Regions from separate parts of the Mus musculus genome. Here all the other regions are linked to region 4. The links are chromatin contacts, called in public promoter capture Hi-C and targeted proximity ligation maps. All regions are on one chromosome and are shown on one strand. The core of a region is the stretch at or near the end of the contact, and the rest is flanking DNA. Distances in the headings are between cores, read along the strand shown.

The links. Promoter capture Hi-C pulls out the DNA fragments that hold promoters and counts their contacts.
Region 1: a contact with region 4 is called in a targeted proximity ligation map of pancreatic cancer cells. A contact is called at or near these places in 1 of 39 promoter capture datasets (embryonic stem cells) and 1 of 130 datasets of targeted methods (pancreatic cancer cells).
Region 2: a targeted proximity ligation map of astrocytes shows a contact between it and region 4, with 4 times the contacts expected there. A contact is called at or near these places in 4 of 39 promoter capture datasets (the 3T3-L1 cell line, cranial neural crest, embryonic stem cells and 1 more) and 1 of 130 datasets of targeted methods (astrocytes).
Region 3: a contact with region 4 is called in a promoter capture Hi-C map of liver, with 2.9 times the contacts expected there. A contact is called at or near these places in 1 of 39 promoter capture datasets (liver) and 2 of 130 datasets of targeted methods (embryonic stem cells and stem cell-derived neural progenitor cells).

Annotation. Positions count from the first base shown.
Region 1 is chr19:23,447,027-23,449,738 of GRCm38.p6, reverse strand. Mamdc2 (MAM domain containing 2) reads left to right here and starts at 1,417. Exons shown (of 14, transcript NM_174857.3): 1 at 1,417-1,714; 2 at 2,046-2,159. The coding sequence starts at 1,681.
Region 2 is chr19:23,272,306-23,275,331 of GRCm38.p6, reverse strand. It overlaps Smc5 (structural maintenance of chromosomes 5), which reads left to right and starts at 1,435. Exons shown (of 25, transcript NM_001252684.1): 1 at 1,435-1,698. The coding sequence starts at 1,514. It overlaps Gm33950 (a long non-coding RNA gene), which reads right to left and starts at 1,424. Exons shown (of 2, transcript XR_386613.2): 1 at 1,327-1,424; 2 at 973-1,108.
Region 3 is chr19:23,074,505-23,077,525 of GRCm38.p6, reverse strand. It overlaps C330002G04Rik (a long non-coding RNA gene), which reads left to right and starts at 1,621. Exons shown (of 8, transcript XR_001782629.2): 1 at 1,621-1,769.
Region 4 is chr19:21,776,879-21,779,604 of GRCm38.p6, reverse strand. It overlaps Cemip2 (cell migration inducing hyaluronidase 2), which reads right to left and starts at 1,265. Exons shown (of 24, transcript NM_001033759.2): 1 at 819-1,265.

The DNA.
Region 1 (2,712 bases), core at 168-2,667, 1.7 Mb before region 4:
CTTAAGAAGGGAAAAGAGCAGGATGATGAGGCCACTGTGGTATCCCAGGGCAGTAAACATGCCAGCAGCGACCAATCAGGGCCTGAATATGAACATGGAGCAGGTGGGTACCTGGTGTGATGTCAGTCCGGAACAGGCAAGATTTGGCATTGTCTTGGGAAGAGGAGAGCTTTCGGGCCTGACTCTAAATTCTCAAGTTTTTCTGTCATCAGCAATTGGAAAACAACGCTGTTAACTAAGGTGGAAAAGAGGAAGTTTGACATTGTGAACCATTCTCCTTGAGACCTGTTAAGTCCAAGACAACTTGCAAGCATCCACTCGGATAATGGTCAGGTGATAGTGAGACAGAAGCCAGCAGCTACTGTGCTTCCCCAGCATCATCAGTCATCAGCCTCTGATATATGCGGTGATGTCTAAATGTGAGGGACGAGGTAAAGCGCCCAGGGAGTGGTCAGAAAAGGCAGCAAGAGATTAAGGACGAGCTTCAGTCAATCCAGTGTCAAGGGCCAGGGAGAAAGGGCATCCAGGCCCAACAAGACAGCTGCTGTGGAAGGTAGGAAAAACAAGCTTGAGAGGTCAAACTGAAGACAGTGAGCAGAGCTTTGACAGCTGAACAGGAGTGTTTTAGACCAGCGGTCCTCAGAAAGTGGGTCCGGGCCAACCTCAGCTGGAAACTGATTAGAAATGTACAGAATCAGGAGTCCCACCACAGAAATACTGGATGAGGGACTCAAACATGGGCCTCTTTAGGGGATTAAAAATAAGCCTACTCTAGACACAGAAATGCCTGCACAAGCATACAAAGGGGATTAAGAAGCAGAAAAAAACTAATATACTTTTAACTATTTGATATCAGGGAAATGACCCTCTCCCCAACCTTCCATTAGAATGGCTGTTTGCAGAAGAGGACTGCCCCCCCCCCCCATTTCACTGGACCAGGGAACGCTGAACATCAAGCATGCCAGACATTCTTCTGCCCAAAAGGAGTGTGTGTGTGTGTGTGGGGGGGTACTATTCCAGGGTTAGCAACACTGGGTCGAACGCTCTGAGAATTAAAATTTATCCCACGCCCACCATATCCAAAATTTCCTCTAGAAAGCCCTAAGAGAATTCCATTCCTTTCCATTCTAAAGAAAGGTGGTTAAAATTAGGGACACACACACACACACACACACACACACACACACACACGAGAGAGAGAGAGAGAGAGAGAGAGAGAGAGAGAGATAGTTACAAGCTACATGCAGGGAAAGCTGTCCCCTGAAATAAGCTGTTTCCCACCGTGGATGGGCGGGGCAGGAGTCTCTGGTCTCAACCCAGCAGAGGGACTGCCCCTTCTAAGTGTATGCAAGAGGTCTGGTCCCCAGCTTTAAAATTCTGGACGAAGGCACCACTTGCTGACCTCTCCTCTCCCCCAAGTGGTGGCTGGCCCTTCTCAAGTGTGCAGTTGTCTCCTCCCTGTCCAGTCCGGCAGTCGCCCGGGGCCCAACCGGGCTACGAGTGGCCGGACGCTACAGCCTTGCGCAGCGCGCTCTGCTCCTCAGACTCTTCGAATTTGAGCAGCCTGTGGCATCCCCCAGCAGGTCCCCCAGCTCCTTGCCTAGCACCCTCCCTTCCCTAGGAGCAGCGGGCCACAGTGAGCCAGCAGCCCTCGCGGGTCCTCCTGCCTGAAGTTCAACTATGCTACTAGAAGGGGTCCTGCTGGTAGTGCAAGGTAAGAACCAACAGGAGACCCCCCCGGGGAGGGCGTCCTGGAAACTCGCTCCCTCTTGGGCTGTCAGGGTGGGGTTCTGGTGTCCGCTCCGCCATCCAACAGCTCTTCTGGACAATTCTCAGCCACTAAGCTCCCGGCTCTCCCTGGTCAAGCACGGGATGGGGGTGGGTATGGAGTTGCGCAGAGGAGGGTCCCAGGAGTGTTGAGGGAGGTCAGACATCCTTCTCTCTTTCCTTCCCACAAGACTCCCCGAACTTCACCAGGTAGTCCCCAGGGCTAGTGCAATACTACCAGGCAGAAACCCAAACTGAAAGTCCCTTTGTGCCCGCAGCCTTGCAGCTTGCCAATGCCCTAGACCTGCCCGCTGGCTCCTGCGCCTTTGAAGAAGACACGTGTGGCTTTGACTCCGTGTTTGCGTTTCTGCCTTGGATACTAAATGAGGAAGGTAAGGGGACTTCGTAGAAAGATGCTCGAGGTGAACTTTCTTCACGTCTTGTTCCTCCCAACCCCCCGGAAGTAAAGATATCTTGGAGTTACTTCCCTTTGGGAGGAAAAGTGTGTGAGTCATGAAACCTCCTTCCAACTCTCCTGCAGCAAAGAGTGGCCAGGGAAACCACGGGAAAGGGGGCGGAGGGGAACAGCTGTGTACCTGGCTCTGAGCATGCGCTCCTACCCCCAGCACACCCTATTGAAAGGGACAAAGGGGATTCTGCTAATGATTGTTGCCCCTAGCCGTGTGCCCCCTGCAGGCTGATAGCCTTGCTAGTCTCAGTGGCTACTTGCCCGAGCTGAGATTGTCAAACGGACTAGCTCACAGGAAGCTTTGCAGAAATTTTCCACACGGTTGTGAGCGTCCTCTGTGCTAAGCTCTCCCACTTTGGTCCACCCACAGCAGTTTTACCTGTGATTCATCCTTTCCCATTGTATCTAATTCAGCACTGGACAAAAGAGTTAACTCCACCACGGAGTCCCTGAAGCCACTGGGCTAGGGCCAATTG
Region 2 (3,026 bases), core at 186-2,685, 1.5 Mb before region 4:
AGCAGAATGACTGAAAAGCTTTAATTAGATCACAGGCCTCTCCTACTTAAAACTATTTAATGGTTTATCTTTATTTCCCCATTACCCTAGTCTCTGGCCGGTTATTATTGGTTGGGTGAATGTTGCCTATGGGCTTCAGGGGCATAATCTTTGAAAGGGCTAATGAGATGAACATGGGCACAGGGAGGTAGAGCCATTCCTAAAGAAGCAGGGAATTTAAAGACCCTGAAAGGACCCCTATGGAAGATTTAAAGGAAGGATTGAAGAAAGCGAAGGGGATGGTAACCCCATAGGTAGACCAACAATATCAACTAACCTGAACCCCTAGGAGCTCCCAGAGAATAAGCCACCAACCAAAGAACATACATGGGCTGGTCCAAGGCCACCAGCACATATGTAGCAGAGAGCAGCCTTGTCTGGCCTTAGTGGAAGAGGATGTGCTTAGTCCTGCAGAGACTGGATGCCCCAGGGAGGGGGGATACCAAGGGAGAGGCACCCTCTCAGAGTCAAAGAGGAGGAGCGATGGGGGGGGGGGGGAAGAACTCTGGGGGGGGGAGAGAGACAACATTTGGGTTGTAAATAAGTGAAATGCTTAATTAAATAAAAGAAAGAAAGAAAAGAAAAAAGAAACCCTGAAGGGAGAGGCCATCTGGTGGCTGCACTGGAACTGGTGGCTGCACTAAGGAAGCAGAAGTAGTAAAAGTTCAAGACCAGCCTGGGCTCTCTAGTGAGTAGTAGTCCATCTAGAGCTATATAAAGAGTCTGTCTCAAATAAATAAATAAATGTATGTGCTGGGAGATAGCATGATGGCCCAGTGGTTAAGAGAACGGACTGCTATTCTAGAGGACCTGGGTTCCACTGTCTGTAACTCCGAGATCTGACACCCTCACACAGACATACATACATGCAGGCAAAACATCAATGCACATAAAATAAAAATAAATAAATTATACAATAAAAGGACTAGGAAGTGTGAGTGGGCAAGTAATTAATACACTCTTCACAATCTTGAGAGCATCAGATGGTTGTTAGTGCCATGCTTCCAACAACAGGCACAGTCAACAGGCATCTTTTCTTTGGAGTTCATTTGAGCACCAGGGAAGGAAACTGCAATGTAGAACATAAGACAGATGAAGCCTGGAGTTCTGGGAGGGACCGTTGCAAAGTAGTAACACACACACACACACACACACACACACACACACACACACACACACACACACACACACACACACGAGAAACACACAGAGACACACACAGAGACACACACAGAGACACATACACACACACACACACACACAGACACACACACACACACATCGCACCTCTGAGGCCACCGGGGAGCGTTGGTCGGGGCGTGGCCTCGGGTTTGCGGGGCGGAACCGCGCAAGCGCATCGGGGCCGCGGGGGCGGGGTCAGGCGGGGTCAGTTAGCGCGGGAGCCGGGCGCGGAGGCTCCTGGGCTGCGGCTCGCCGGGAACGGAAGCCGCTGCGGGACGCGGAGGAAGCCAGGATGGCGACTCCGAGCGGGAAGGCTGCTCCCCCCAACCCCCAGGTTTCCAAGCGGTCTCTCCCGAGAGATGCTTCCTCCGAGGTCCCGAGCAAGAGAAAGAACTCGAACCCGTTGCCGACGCTGCCGCGGCCGTCCGGGACCTTCGTCGAGGGCTCAATCGTCCGCATCGCCATGGAGAACTTCTTGTGAGTGGCGGCAGGCCGCGCTGGGCGGGAGCAAGCGGCCCGCAGGCCCGGGGCGGTGGGCTGTGCCCGGCGGTGGGGAACCTGTGCCAGGCTAACCCTGAGGCATTCCCTGCCTAGGCCACGAAGACTGGCCGTGTTGGCTGTAGTAGGCGTGTGGCCTGATGTTTTTATCCACCCAGTGGTTTTGGAAGGCGTCGGCTCTAGGCAGTAGATACGAAGGGGCCGGGTCTCTAGTTTGTTAATCTGCGAATCTCGATCTACCACGGACCTGTGCACTTCACAAAACTCGACAGTTACAGCAGAGTGGCAAATTTTAAAAAGTGTACACGATTTCCAGAATGGGCAGATGACATGGTAATGGTTGTTGATTGGAGATTAGAGTGTACCAAAGAAATTAAAAATCGTGTTCCCAGTTTTTGTACCTCCTTGCAGATTCTTGCCCCGTCCAATCCTCCTTTCTTCCTTGCCCCGACCCCAACTAGTTGAGTAGATTCTAAATGTTACCAGAAATATCATTATCTGTTTATCATCTTAGAGTTATCTTTTCGAGGTATTTTTTCTTAAATGTAGGCTTGCATAATTTATAGACCCTTAATAACAATACCATTTTTTTTTCAAGCAGTTGTGTATCAGGTGTTCGTTTGTTTTATTTACACATCGCTGCGTTTCTACCTGTCTTTGTTGATGACATAAACTCATGGCTATTGTTTTTTTGCCCCGGTCTGTATAGATTCTAATAGCAAAATTGCTAATTTGAATCCTGATCAGGAAAGGTAACTGTACTCAGCATGAGGTTATCTGCTGTAACTTATCTACCCAGGATTTCATGGGAGGCACAGACTGAAAAGGCTAAGTCCATCCCCAACCATCAGAGCTTTGTGAAGAAGATACTAAAGTAGAAAAGGAGGGAAGACGATTACCCAAAGAAGGAACTGCCTGAAAGCCAGTTTGTAATGTTTCGTGAGTGACCTTAGGTAGAATGTAAGAACATAGGTGAATAGAGGTTGGAAACGATTGTTCCGGCTTGTCTGTTACTATACTAAAGAACTCCAGCATCATCCTGCAGGCAGGCGGTCGGGAACCTGTGATTTTGAAAGGGTGCCAGATAGCAAGCAAGAATATTTAAAGTAAGAAAGCAAGAATGCAGAGCTGAAAGGGTTATTTGATAAGATCTGCCTATAGATTGTGAGGCCTGAGAGTGGAGGAGTGTGTCCTAGTTCTTCCCAAGTCTGGCTCTGGCTAACCAATCTGGTTATTCAAGAGAGAGTAGTGGGGGGGTGGAGTGGACGGAGAATAAATGATGAATGCAGTTGAGCGCCTCTGTCTTG
Region 3 (3,021 bases), core at 372-2,871, 1.3 Mb before region 4:
CTTTATAAATGTGCATGGGAAGTAGTTGTGGTCTTTGTAATAAAGCTCATTTTAGAGAATCTATGTCATAGTCTCAAAAATAGTTCATGCCTTAGGGAAAATTTCTTATTACTTCTATGTAACATAATTATATCTAATGTAATATTAGGTATTCGTGACATATAACAAATAACCCTAAAGTTCAGAGGACAAAAATCCTATGAACGCCATCACTCTGTGTCTGTCTGCTTTCTGGTCTGCCCAGATGTAAGTAAGCAGCTTTAATCTTCTCTCTCTGTGCCCTCTTCACCATTTTGGAATATCATCTTTCAATCTGGAAGCAAAACTAAACCGCTCCTTTCTTAAGTTGCTTTCTATCAAATGTTTTGTCACAGCAACAGAAAAAAATAAAAAATAAAACGGGGTACAGAAAACGGAGAAGCAAGAGTATGGTTAACACTGTGGATGCCTGACCGTATGGCTCATGGCTGATGGTGGATGAACTTGGAGTTGCAGGTGAATGAAGACCCAGAACACTGTAAGAAAAACATAATGGAACATTTTGGGTTGGGCATCTGGAATACAAAACTGCCAGTGGAGATGCAGACAAGAGATTTCAGAAGGACAGAGCAAGGACTCTACTAGAAACCGGACTAAAAGCCATTCACGTTACATTCTGGCCAAGAATCTGTCTGTAGGGCTGGAGAGATGGCTCAGCAGTTAAGAGCACTGGCTCTTCTTCCAGAGGTCCTGAGTTCAATTCCCAGTAACCCCTTGGTGGCTCAAAGACATCTGTAATAGGATCAGATGCCCTCCTCTGGTGTGTTCGAGGAGAACCACAATGTACATAGAATAGATAGAGAGAGAGAAAGTGAGAGAGAGAGAGAGAGAAAGGAAGAAAGAAAAGACTGTGTCTGCATCCTTCCATGTCCTAGAACCTGATTGAGGCTAATTCAAAAACAAAAACAAACAAACAAACAAAACTAAGTCATTTGAAGGAAATCTTAAGACCAGTAATGGAATGTCACGACTGTGACTCACATACAGATCCAGGTTTATTGAGAGAGCAGTAAATGAAGAAAGAACAAATAAATGTCCTGCAACGTAAGGGTGAGTTTAACGTTAAGAACAAGGCAGATGGGGCTGGTGAGATGGCTCAGTGGGTAAGAGCATCCGACTGCTCTTCTGAAGGTCTGGAGTTCAAATCCCAGCAACCACATGGTGGCTCACAACCATCTGTAATGAGATCTGATACCCTCTTCTGGAGTGTCTGAAGATAGCTACAGTGTACTTAGATATAATAAATAAATCTTAAAAAAAAAAAAAAAAAAGAACAAGGCAGATGCAGAGAAAGTGTCTGTGATGGTTAAAGAGATAAGTGCCATTAAATAGAAGAGACACTCTGGGACTCTAGGAAGCAGGCCTTGAGGGTAAGGGCCCACCCACGGGGAGCCGCTAAGTGTAATGCAGATTCATTTGAAAGGAGTGTTCCTGGAAAGATAGAGCTTTAGCAAAGCCTCCTGGAATGTAGCTGCTTAGGGGGATGGTTTCTCTGGTTAATTCTTGAATGGATACCCCCCCAGGCCCAACAGCTGTGACCCACGTGACCCAGGTTACAGCTCAAACTGAGGGCAGAACTTTGATTCATCCAAGTGTTGTTGATTCTTCAAGAACACAGGATTCAAGAATGAGGGGCGCATGGAGGCTTGCCGAAGGAGGCTTGCATGGAAAGCTGCCAAAGCCAGGCAATGTATGGCTGGGTTGGATTCCCTACATCGAGGCCCTGAAAGGTTAGTGCTTAAAACTATAAAGATGAAGTCTAAGATACAGGGGAGACCCCAGGCTGTTGGAGATGTCAGAAACATGGGGCATTTGCTGAAAACTGCAGCTACGGAGGGAACAGGCTCCGAAGAGAGGCTTCAGAGCTTGAGTGGGGGGCCACAATGGCTGTTAGAGTCTCTATGATGCCCCTGAGAATTTTGATGCGGGATGCACATGGAGCTACATAATTTGAATGGCTCTGTTTCCTTGGCCACTCTAATGGAAAACCCTCTTGGCTGGTCGGCTTTATCTCCTGCAGCCACTAGCCTCCTTCTTTTACCCCATTCCACCCCCTCCTAGTTCTCCTGTGTCTGCTACTTTGCCTGCGGGGACCCGGAAGTCCCGCCTATTTCACCCAGCTCACTGGCCGCTAGCATCTTTATTGATGGATCAACAACCAATTGGAGAACAGGACCTTAGCATCAGCACCATCCCTACATAAGTATGTATGTATTTTTGAGACAGGGTCTCATTATGTAGCCCTGGAACCTGTTTTGTAGACCAGACTGGCCTCAAACTCATCTCTCAAGTGATTCGCCTGCCTCTGTAATGGGATTAAAGGCATGTGTGATCACTGCTGGTTCAAAGGTGAACTTGTGCTGGTTAATTTTTGTCCACTTGATTGGATTTAGTCGTACATAGCGCATTAGTGAGGCACATATTTAGTTTTTTCTATGGGGGTCATTTTCAAAGACAACTAACCTAGGAGGGGAGGCCCTCCCTTAAGTGGGTGGCATCATCTCATGGGTAGAGGCTCAGAAGGAATGAAAAGAGAAAGGAGGAAAGAGAGATAAGCCTTCATTGCTCCCAGATTCCTGACTCACACTAGTGTGAGCAACCAGTCTCATGTACCCTCTCATACTATAGGGAACAAAAATTACTTCCGCCAACCATCAGTGAACATCGAGACCTGGGTGTGACTTAGTGAGATCTGGTCACGTGACATGTCTCATAAAGCTTCGATCAAGGTGTAGTCTGAAGATATCATTAACTGGAGGCTCAAACTGGAGGCTCAAACTGGGAGACTGTGGACTTCAGATTTCACCCACGTGACCAGTGGCAGGCCTCAAATGTGCTTCTTCTTCTTCTTCTTCTTCTTCTTCTTCTTTTTTTTTTTTTTTTTTTTTTTTTTTGGTTTTTTGAGACAGGGTTTTTCGAGACAGGGTTTTTCTGTATAGCCCTGGCTGTCCTGGAACTCACTTTGTAGGCCAGGCTGGCCTC
Region 4 (2,726 bases), core at 16-2,515:
TTTAACCCCAACTGCAGAAGAAAGGAGATGTGTCAAAAGTCTGTTCTCCTAACCTTCGGCGGAGAATTTAAGGGGAGTGTTTCTGCTCCACAGGGGGTCTGGTGACAAACACCAGCCCCCCAGCAGAGACCTTGGTTTTATTGCTAGAGGGCAGTAAGTAGTATTACGTGAAGCACCTCAGGGTACTCGCAGTGAGAACCCCATTCTTTGCCAGGACCTCCCAACTCTGCCAAGGAACTGTGGTGAGTGAGGTCCTGTGCTAAAAACTGGTCCCCAGCTTTAAAGATGCCCAGATTCTGAAACTGCGCCTTACCACACGGAGCAGGGTCACACCAACTCAGGGGAACAGTAGGAGACAAAGATCCACACTCCCCCCCAAACTTTACACAAGCGTGCTCTTGTAGACGCCAAGGCTCCACAATGCACATTCCATCAATCTTTCACTGCGGTCCGCGTCCCCCACGCAGCCTTTCCAGAAACTTTAGGGCTGTTCACACCGACTTTAAAAGACCCATTGTTAACCTCCCCGGGAACACAAAGTGGATGAAAAGGGGATCAAACCTCTATTCCTAAGGACCCCTTTTCATGGAAGAAGGTTGAGTCTCGGGGCGCTATGTATGGGAGAACTCCGGCGGGAAGGCGCCGGCAAAGGCGGACGCTGGAACCCACAGGATGTTGTGCTTCTCGGCAAAAAAACGCCAGCACAGGGACAGCCAGGCCTCCAGGACGCCAAGGTGCGCAAGTCGGGTCTGCGCCCTCCGGGCCCTTGGGACCGCCAAGGAGGCGGGGCTGGGCACCCGGGACTAGAGGAGCCTTACCTTCCCCTCCCCCTCCTGGCGTCGGTCTACTCAGGTGTCTACGCGATGGCCAGAGGAGCAGGAGCGGGAGCAGAGCTCCTGGAGTCCCCGCGTGCAGATCTCCTCTCCATGGCCAGGAACCCGCGTCCCGCTGCCGCTCTGAATTCAGCGGCAACCTACGCCGGAGGAGAAGCAGTCGGGGCCGGGGAGTAACGCTCCTCCCTCCGCCTTCGCGGCCACCTCCTCCAGCCAGCCCGGCTTGGCGCTCTTGGATCCTTCCCTCCCGGAGGAAGAGGAGGGGAATCGCCGTCCGGGCGGCGCGAGCCTGTGCGGCTCCGAGACAATAGCGGCAGGCAGGGCGCGTTCCCGAGCCGCGCAGGTCCCCGGTTCGGCGGGCGCCGCGGCTCGCTAGGGTCCCTCTAATCAGCCTCCGGCCACACAAGCGCCGGCTCGGCTGGGCCGAGAGTGCTGCGGATTGGGCAGGCGGCCCCGAGCTAGGGAGGCGGGTCAAAGGCGGGGTGGGCGGGGCCTGTTGTCAGAGGGACGAGACCTGCGGAGGCTCCGCCCACCACAAGCTGCAGACGAAGGCTCAGCGCCTCCAGCTGCCTTCAGCAGGAAGGACGCCCGCCAACACCGTCGGCGGCCAGGGTTTCCCAGCGGCTCCTTGACCTTCGGCTACAGATGACTACCTGGGAGTTCAGGAAAAGCAGCGGGCCTGAACCTGAGTCTGTGTACCTCATCATCCCAGCTGAGTCTGATACTGCTTTTTTTGTCACCTCTTGACAAAGTCGACCTGAGCCTGCACCCCTCATCACTCGAAACTGAACCTGCATCTTCTCGGGTCTAGCCAGGCTGCTGAACCCCTATTACCACCACCACCACCACCCCACACACACACACACACACCACCACCACCACCACCACCACCACCACCACCACCCACACACACACACACACCACCACCACCACCACCACCACCACCACCCCTGAGACACACACACACAGGGTTGAACTCTTTTCTCTTCCTTTATCATCCAATAGCTGAGTTCGACATCTTTTATCGCTCCGGAATGAAGCTGACTCGGCATAGCAGTATATTCCCCCAATAATATCCCGCAAGCCCCCCACCTCACTCAAAACTTTCTGAGCCTCGGGTCCTGGCGCCTCGACTGCCCCCACCTGGCCAACAAGGAAGCTGGATTCGTAGCCCTCTCAGCAGAGTCAGTGTGTTCTTGACTTCAGACCGTTGTCCAGTTCTGGTTAGGAGCTTGGAGCAGCCCCAGCATCTCACACTAAGGCCAGAATAAATATACCTAGGCCTGGTCACGCCTTCTGGCCACGCTACTCTAGAGTGGCTGAAGCTTGCAGGAGGCGGAGATGCAACACTGAAAACCAATCCTCAGCCCACCCTACTGCAGAATATACTGGCCGGGTGGCATGAGTAGCCCTGCCACCACCCGGTCCCCTGGAGGAAGTTGCTCTGGCAGAGGAAAAGCCTTTCCTGCAGCAAAGGGCGCGACCTGGCTTGGTCCGTCAGACCACGAGGTCAGGAGCTAATGACAGCTGCCAGATTGCCAAATCCGGACAGTCATCATCCTCTATTTAATTCGGAGTTGGACGTGTCGCCTCTGGGGAACTGTTTCATTGAATACTGTACAGGCAGGATTGTTCATTTTTCAGGCTCACTGTTGTTTGTCTGTCTGTTTGTTTATTTGTTTGTTTTCTCCCCCTTCCAGTAAAAATTCAACCGTGTAGCTATGATACACCAGCAGACAGAAAAAGGAATACCCTATTTCCAAGGTTTGGTTTAGGACTTGGTAGAACTGAACCAATGTTTCCAGACTGGGGCTAATAAGAATCCCCTGAGATCCTAAAAAACTTGGAAATGCCTCAACAAAGCTCTATGGACTGAGTCAGAGGAGTCTGCAA